Linked DNA regions of Sus scrofa: regions 1 and 2 are each linked to region 3. A link is a contact called in public Hi-C data. All regions are on one chromosome and are shown on one strand. Each heading gives the region's core, a stretch centred on a gene start, on an enhancer-like site or on the middle of the called end of the contact. The rest is flanking DNA. Distances are from core to core; before and after follow the strand shown.

The links. Hi-C and Micro-C count contacts between places; a contact is called where the count stands out from the background.
Region 1: a Hi-C map of fetal skeletal muscle shows a contact between it and region 3, with 2.9 times the contacts expected there. The contact joins the enhancer-like site here to the promoter of LOC102157687 in region 3. A contact is called at or near these places in 1 of 5 promoter capture datasets (liver), 24 of 47 Hi-C or Micro-C datasets (adipocytes, alveolar macrophages, brain and 15 more) and 2 of 2 datasets of contacts at active chromatin or transcription factors (alveolar macrophages and skeletal muscle).
Region 2: a contact with region 3 is called in a Hi-C map of alveolar macrophages, with 2.6 times the contacts expected there. The contact joins the enhancer-like site here to the promoter of LOC102157687 in region 3. A contact is called at or near these places in 11 of 47 Hi-C or Micro-C datasets (adipocytes, alveolar macrophages, brain and 6 more) and 2 of 2 datasets of contacts at active chromatin or transcription factors (alveolar macrophages and skeletal muscle).

Annotation. Positions count from the first base shown.
Region 1 is chr13:152,294,315-152,297,223 of Sscrofa11.1, reverse strand. No RefSeq gene overlaps it. Among named protein-coding and RNA genes, the nearest start is that of CCDC54, 140 kb to the right of the region's middle. Within about 2 kb of position 1,368, at least 49 of the 83 cell types and tissues checked have an H3K27ac peak or open chromatin away from gene starts, as enhancers often do. A contact at or near this core is called in alveolar macrophages, brain, embryonic fibroblasts and 8 more, where this site is marked.
Region 2 is chr13:152,265,683-152,268,382 of Sscrofa11.1, reverse strand. No RefSeq gene overlaps it. Among named protein-coding and RNA genes, the nearest start is that of CCDC54, 110 kb to the right of the region's middle. Within about 2 kb of position 1,367, at least 14 of the 83 cell types and tissues checked have an H3K27ac peak or open chromatin away from gene starts, as enhancers often do. A contact at or near this core is called in alveolar macrophages, where this site is marked.
Region 3 is chr13:152,096,788-152,099,487 of Sscrofa11.1, reverse strand. LOC102157687 reads right to left here and starts at 1,381. Exons shown (of 7, transcript XR_002337929.1): 1 at 1-1,381.

The sequences.
Region 1 (2,909 bases), core at 119-2,618, 200 kb before region 3:
AAGAAAACAGCAATGAGGCAGGCCTAGCTCTACCAGATATTGGAAATATTATAGTTTCTATAATTGAAACAATGTAAGATTACATGTGAGTAGACAAACAGATCAATGGAAGAAAATAGAAAATACAGATATAGAGCCAAGTACAATGTGGGAATTATGTGATAAAAGTGGCATCTCAAATCACTGGAAGATAAATGGTTGTTCTAAATTTTTTTTTTTTTTTTTTTTTTGTCTTTTTGCTATCCGTACGCCAGAGCCACAGCAACGCAGGATCTGAGCCGCATCTGCGACCTACACCACAGCTCACGGCAACACCGGATCATTAACCCACTGAGCAAGAGCAGGGACAGAACCTGTAACCTCATGGTTCCTAGTCGGATTCGTTCACCACTGCACCACGACGGGAACTCCCGGTTGTTCTAAAATTTAAAAAAAAAAAAAAAAAAAAAAGATACAACATCACCTAAGTGGAATTCCAGCCAAAACCAAAACAAACAAAAACTTCAATGTGAATTTTACAAGGAGGATCAATATGAGTATCCAAATTGAAGGATATTTTGGAAAACCACTGGCCTGAACTTTCCCAAAAAGCCACTGCCAGAAAACAAACCAAAAATGCCGAGGAAGTAATCTAAATTGAAGGAAACTAAAGGGACTTGCTAACAAAAATCAATACGCGATTCTTGTTAAATCCTGGATTTTTATATTTTACAAACAACACTAGGGTAAGCAAAGATTTGGGCTGGTGTGGGGGAGGGGCGATCAGAAATTCTAACATGGACTGTATATAAAGCATAGTAATGTAATAAGATTTAATGGATTCCGACTCCTTATGACTGATACAATTCCTAAGACACAGCACTGTGACCCTACAGTTCAGTAGTCCTCAACTGGAGTCACTTCGCCCTGCCTTCCACCTCACATTTTTGACAGTGTCTGAAAACATTTTTTGGTTGTCATAGTTGGGGAGGAAAGGGAAGGTTATTACTGGCATCTACTATGTAGAGGTCGAGAGTGCAACTAAGCATTGGAAATGCACAAGACAGTCCCCCTAACCTCACAACATAGAATCGTCCTCCCCCAAATCAATAGCGTCGCGACAGAGAAACCGTGATGTAGCAGAAGCTTTCATTCTTAGGAGATAGTACTGAGATATTGGCTGAATTAAATTGTCTTTTGCGCAGATCAAATATCGGTAATATTTAAGGGTGAAGGGTTATGGTGTTCACTACTAACTCTCAAAATTGTTCAGCAAAAGACGCAGTACAAGTTCTTCCGCCCTGCTTCCCCCCGCCCTCGGTACCCAAACAGGGTCGCTCCCCCCGCCCCCCTGCGGACTGACCCGCGGAGCCTGCGCGGTGGGAGGATCTTGCGAGCACAGCTGCGCAGGCGCCGGGCAGCAGCCGCACCCACGCGGCGCTTCTCCAAAAGTTACAGATGCGCGAGCCGACCTCGCAGTTCCCGCGGCTCTCTACAGCAGAGAAGAGAAGAGAAAACGCGGCAGGGCGCTCTGTTGGCTTCTCCAGGAGTGACTGTGCTGCTTTCCAAGATGAAACCTCCCTTCCTTTGCAGTTCGCTGAGAGCTTCAGTGACCCTCGCTCATCCTTTGGAGCCCTCTGCCAGGACGAGCCAGTTGTGTGTGGCTACTGGTGCCTGACCATTCCTATCCTGGCTGGAGTCTCCAGAGGTGAGTTTTTACTCTCTCCTCAGTGGATTCTGACTTCCTGTGTCTGACGAGCCTGGGCAGTACCACATCTCCTGATACCACTGAGCAAAAGTGCCCCTGCGGACCCATTCCACACCCAGCTCCTCCAAGAGCTTACCCAGGTAACATTTTAAAATACCTTAAAATTTTATCAGCCTAGAGTTTCTTAATCAAGGAGTTGGCAGAGTTTTTCTGTAAAAATCCAAGTAAAAAATATTTTAGGATTTGCAGTCCAGGAACAGCCTCTGTCGCTTGTCTTTTGTTTGTTTGTTTTGTTTTGTTTTTAACAACCTCATAAAAATTAAAAAACAAAACACTTAGCTTCTGGCTTCACAAAAACATGGGGAGTTACAGTAATTAGACTACAGTCTTTCAATTTATTCAGCATGGAGGTAGGGTGGTCCCTGGTCTGACTACAGTTTTGCAGGACCCTGGTTCCAGGAGGACTACAACCCTGCCCTGGCCACTCTCCCCCTTCTTTACTGGGATTGTAACCCCCTACCCCTCGGGTTTACAGGGCCCCACCTACTGATGGTCCCTACCCCAGCACTTCTCTTCTTCCCTACTGAAAGACCGGGCCCGTTTTTTGAGTTCCTGGCAAGGCTGCCCAGAAGCCCCCAGATCTCTACTCTAAAATGGCAATCCCTTCCTATCTGAAAGCAAAAACCAAAGTCCTTACATTGTGACTAAATTAGTATTAAACCTAATACAAGATCTAACACAATTGTATTTTTATAGCATTTTTTTCTACTGATAAAGGTAATGTATGTCCACTATAGTAATTGGAAAATACTGAAAATTGTATACCAGAAAATAAAGATTCAGCATCATCCCAATCCACAAAAACTATCAAAATGTTTATGTGTTCTTTTAGTCTTTCTTTTCAATCCTTACTAATAGGACAACTTACTGAACTGGATTTCTGAAAAATGTTTAATAAACTTTTGTTGAAGTACAAAATCCAGAAAAGTAGTCAAACTGTAAATGTACAGTTCAAGAAACTTACACAGACTAACACAAACATACCCTTGCAGCCACCACCCAGATCAAGAAATAGAGCATTGCCTAGCTCTTCCAGCCCCCTTCCCGGTTAGAGGCACCTTCTCAAATATAACCATTGTCTTATCCTTGATACATAGATTAGTTTTGTCTTTTCTTTAATTTCACATGAAATGCATTATTCAAAAATACTATCTGTAGTATT
Region 2 (2,700 bases), core at 118-2,617, 170 kb before region 3:
AAAGGCTAAGGGCAAAGCAGCTTTAACCAAACACATTTCCAGAATGGATAGGTAGAAAAACTGTCAGTGTTGTTTCTGCAAGAAGGTCTGCTGGTCCAGGATCAAGTGCTCTCAGTAGAGAACACAGAATAGCAGGATCAAAGCACGACTGGAGTTAGCATTAGGCGAAGAAATGACTGTGTCCTCTCCTTTCACTTTTTCCATCCAGTTTGCTTTAAACACACAGACAACCCAAATGTGAACTCTGAATTATGGAGACAGACAGAAACATAAGGGGAGATTAAAGCCCATCAATCAATCTTTAATTTGCTTCAACTTTGCTTGTTAACAGGTGTCAGGTGAAATTATCCTTGATAGAAAATAACCCTAAAACGCAGGACAGAGCAAATATCTCCAAGCTATATATAATGTTTTTTTTTTTCCCAAAGTCTAAGATTCACATAATTCTGTTGTCTAACAATAGCAACAACAACAAAATCTTTCTTGTGCCTTCTGAAAAAATATGGGAAAATAGCAAACTGGATTGGTCCATTTGTTATATATTTTAAGGAAGCTGTTCTATTAAACCAACCAGTCAACAGACAGTGATAAAATGAAGCAACAAAGGCAATGGAGAATTTAATTTCAGAATCTTATTTTCCTTTTATGAGTCTCAAGATTATTTATGTAGGAGAAAATGCATATAAGAAGAGACACCTTCCAGATTTATATTATACTCACCCCCCAAACTAATAAAAAGCTCTAACCAAGAACCAGGTTATGTGTTATGTTCAATCCAGAAAAAAAATGATAAAATCTCCTGAGATTTTGATTCTAACTCCATGGTCTCAAATAAGAAAAAAAAAATGGATACATAGGTAAAAGGAAAAGCTATTTTCTGTCTGTGTATAATTCAGGTAATGGACTTTCACAAGAAAGTTCAAATCAAATCTGATAGACAAATATATATAAATTCTTTCAATATTTATATTTAGTCATATCTTCTAAAAAGGTATGCAAGTATTATAATTCAGGTAAAATTAGAAATAATAACCTAAATCACTTAAATTTTAGCTTCTGTTAACCATACAGTAAATATATAAATGGACTATAAAGTATGATTTCTAGAAACTGCCAAGAGATCTTTGGAATGTGGTGGTAAATGTTGGGACTGGAAGTCAATAGACTCAAGTCTGATGCTTAATTCTGCCCCTTTTTGGCAGTGTGGCAACAAGCAATTTTCTTAGTTCTTCTGAGCCTCAGTTTCTTTATCTGTAAGGTGCAAATAACACCATTCTTGCTTTTGGACTGCATGTATCTTTCATGCTCTGTCATCATGTGTTTGTTCTAACATCATGTGACAGAGACTAAGTATATGTTTCTCAACATTATTTCTGGGCAAACAGCTGAACTCTATTTCCCAGAAACTATGCATCTCAGTGGCTCATGTGACCTGTTTGTCCAATGGAACATAAGTAGCAGTAATGCATTTCATCCAGAACAAGGCAGTTTCTTTTCCCCTCACAATTCATGTACTTTAGTTTTTTCGGTTCTAGTATCATATCATGGGTATTTTTCTAAGGAATGTATTGTTTCAATGTAATAATTAAATATTTTAAAATTTAAAATTGCTTCCAGTGTTCTTAAAGTTCCATTTTATGTCTTTTGAAACAGAAATTATTAAATTTTTCCCTGAGGAAAAAAAAAGAAAAGAAAAAGGAACAAATCCTAAGCTAAATGGGATACAGCAACAGCAGTGTAAACCATGACTTTTCAGGGCTAACCAGAACAACACATACAACCAAATAGAGAACCAGAGAGATCAAGAGATAAATAAATGTTGATTCCTACACAGGCGTCAACCCTCTTCAGAAATGGAGGATATCATGTTTCTAATGGTGAAACCTTAGAAGCAAAAATCAAGAGGCGTCAATTATGAAAAAACAAATGATAATTTCGCATCAAACCACTGCTGACATTGGATATGTGTTGCTTTCCAATTGTGATGCCATCTCTATTTTACTTAAGAAATTAGTAAATTTACTCTTCCCAGTGTTTCGCAGCCAACCATCCCCTGAGAAAAACAAAGCTGCTAAACAAGATTCCAAATCTATAGGGGGGGAAAAACATGCATCTGATAAATACATTTACACCAACCCCACAAAATAATGAGTGATGTGTTTTAGAGGAGATAGTGTCCTAACACAAATTTACCCCCTCTTAAATCAAAGCTTCTCCCAAAGCTAGTACAAGGCCACGTTGGGGAACCAGTTGCAAATTAAAGAAAGAAGAAACTGAGTGACAGTTACTACAACACCTTTTTTTTTTTTTTTTTTTTTTTTTTTTTTTTTTTTTTTTTTTTTTTTTTTTTTTTTGCCATGCCTTTGCCTCTGGATGCAGAAGTTCCGGGCCAGGAATCACGACCTCAACCATTACTAGTACTTAACCCTTTAGGGAAAAAAAATTGCAAGTGAAAGCAACTTTTTTCCAGGTCAGGATGAAGAGACCTTTCCTCATGTCACATTCTCAGTTTCTCCCTGAAATTAACAGTACAAATTCATCTACAGCCTCAAGAAAATCCACAGCCTAAAATGGTTACTCAGCTTCATAAAACCAGATCAGAGAGAAAAGGATACATTCTAATTATCCACTGAAATTATCTGAGTTCAGAGTTTCTGTTTTTTCAATACTCTCTTATTGGAGGGAATATTTTTCTCAAGA
Region 3 (2,700 bases), core at 132-2,631:
GCCCTGTTTTCTGCTCGGTCAACAAAATGAGAAATGGATTACTGCTTTTTAAAAATGATCCAAAGTCAACTGCAATGACAGTGACTTTGAGAATTTCACGACGTCTTGTGAGGTAAAATGGGAGACGCACACCCGGGTGGGAGTCATGGTATTATGTAGTGGCCGGCTGGATCCAGCCAGCAAAGTCCTTGAGACTCATTCCCTGCCTTTTAATGGGACTTTATCGTTTAATTATTTTTTTTAAATTATCCTGAGGCTCTCATGAATCTAAGAATAAGAAGAGGACAAAGATTGAGCACAACGTTTAGACTTCCCTCAAACTATCCTTACCTCTCTTGGGGAAGTAATGCCTGGGGCTAATAAAGAATCTCAGATGTGAGGTCAAATAAATGTTGCTTAAAAAAAACCCTTCAGTTATACTTCCCTTATTTATTCAACAGGTGCTTATAGAGCACCTACCCTGCACCAAACACACACATTCACACCCCATACATACATCCTATGGGCTATGCAAATGATAATATCTATTGAATGCTTAGAATGAGGCAGACAATATAATGTATGTTTTAAAAGCATTATTACCACTTTACCCTGCCAGGGACAATATTGAGTAGATACTGTTATTGTTATCCCCGCTTTATAGATTAGAAAAATGACTGGAAATAACTTGTACAAGGTCACCTAGTTAGTAAGTGGCCTGGCAGGGGGTAGAGTCCAGTCCCATGCAGAGTCCACAGGCTCACCATGACACTATATCCTCCAGTCGGATCTGGAAATCTGTGTATTTTGGAACCACCTCAGGTGAATCTAATGCAAAATAGAACTGAAGAAGCATTGATATAATCGCACTCCCTCTTTTTCCTGATCAGAAAATAGACTCGAAGAAGTGATTTATCTGAAGACACACAGTTAATTAATTGCAGAATGAAATCCAGAGACCCACCTCCTGGTTCCTTGCCCAATGTTCTTTCTACCATCCCGACCACATCAGCTCGGTCCAAGAGGAATCAAAGAATGTAAATAATTCAACAATTACAACAAGCATACAGTCAAATCTTGATTGTCCTTAGCTTCCTCTTATAATTGCTTCCCTTCTGGATATTTGACTGTTGTAGTTTCTCTCCCAGAGGGAGTGAGAAACTGGGTGAAACACAGTTATTCCCTTTCTGACAATGTTAACTGGTAAGAACTCTAATATTAAAAAGAAAAAAAGGGAAAAGAAAAGCCAGAGAGGTTTGACGGCAGAAAAGGCTAAAACAGGTTCCTAAAATAAGACTTGCAGATGATCCCTGGATTTTGGTTTTCCATGCTTCCATGCTACCAACTCCCATTGCTGTAAGGAAATACATGAAGTGAGAAAGAAGCCACACGGATACCCCATCTAATGCAACCATTCCTCTTCCTGTGACCTCATGCCTACCCAATGTTGATATTTTAGAAGTAGGAAAAAAGAAAAGGAAATAATAAAGGGAGCGTGACAAATTATCCTAAAACAATTGCTACTTTTGTTTTGTAGAGTGGAAAAGTTATAGCTCAAAAAAGAAATAAGTAGGCCACTGTTCCTCCACCTTCAGTCTCAAGCACTGAACACAGAGAATCATACATTGTCACTAAAACAAATAGATTTAGCAAGCTTATAACATCCTGACTTCTATTTATTTCGCTTTTTATCTCTTTCTTTTCAACCTACTCTCAGGTCATAGGAATGTTGAGAGGCTGTACAATGACCATAGGGACTGCTGCCTTTTCTCAACAAGTCTGACCAAATTATTTCCCTACTTAAAATCATTTGCTGATTCCCCATGAACTCTATAAAATAAAATTTGACTCATTAACAAATTTGACTATATGTTACATATTAGCCCCTGACTACTTCTCACCACCGCCTCTCACTGAAACTTTGAGCAATACTAAACTAGCTGTGGTTCTCTGAACACACAATTTCTCTCCCACCTTTATGTTCTTGCACTATGCCTGTCCTCTCCCCGGAATTCCTTTCCCGCCTTGTCCTCTAGGTAAATGCCTACTTACTGCTCGAAACCCTGCTCAGACAGTGCCACAGTTCTTTCCTGACTCTCTGCTACCTCTCCCCAAAGCAGTAATCTCTTGCTCAAGTGGGAAGTCACTTCTGTTCCTTTTATATTTCTCTGTGACGGCTCTTAGTCTGTGTAATGATTTGTTCTCCATGTCCTTCTCTTCTATTAGACTAGAGTTCCTTGGGAATCTATCTGCATAAGCTTCTTTTAGTATATCAGAAAAATTAAGGAACATTGGATTAATTTATTTTTAAGTGGAATATTATTACATTGTAAAATAATATGCTCAGTATGTTTAAAGCAATAGGTCCATTTGTTGTCTAGTACGAAATATACAAAATAAATAGAGGAAAACATAGCGTATGTATTACACTTTTTTCAGATTACCCCATCATTTAAAATTTAGAGATACTTAACCTAAAAAGATTTCTGGAAGTTGAGGAAAAATACCAAGCATATTATTTGAAACTGTAACTAAAATACTGTTTAAATATAAATATACCCTGTTTCCTAATTTCGGACCCTTGGTAGTCCTAGCACCTAACACTATGACCTGCACCTGATACACAATATGCGTTGTTGAATTGTTCTAAACTAAACAGAGCAACCAGCTGATGTATCCATTAGTCCAGAGGCTTCTGGTTCCAGCTCATATCAGCTCCAG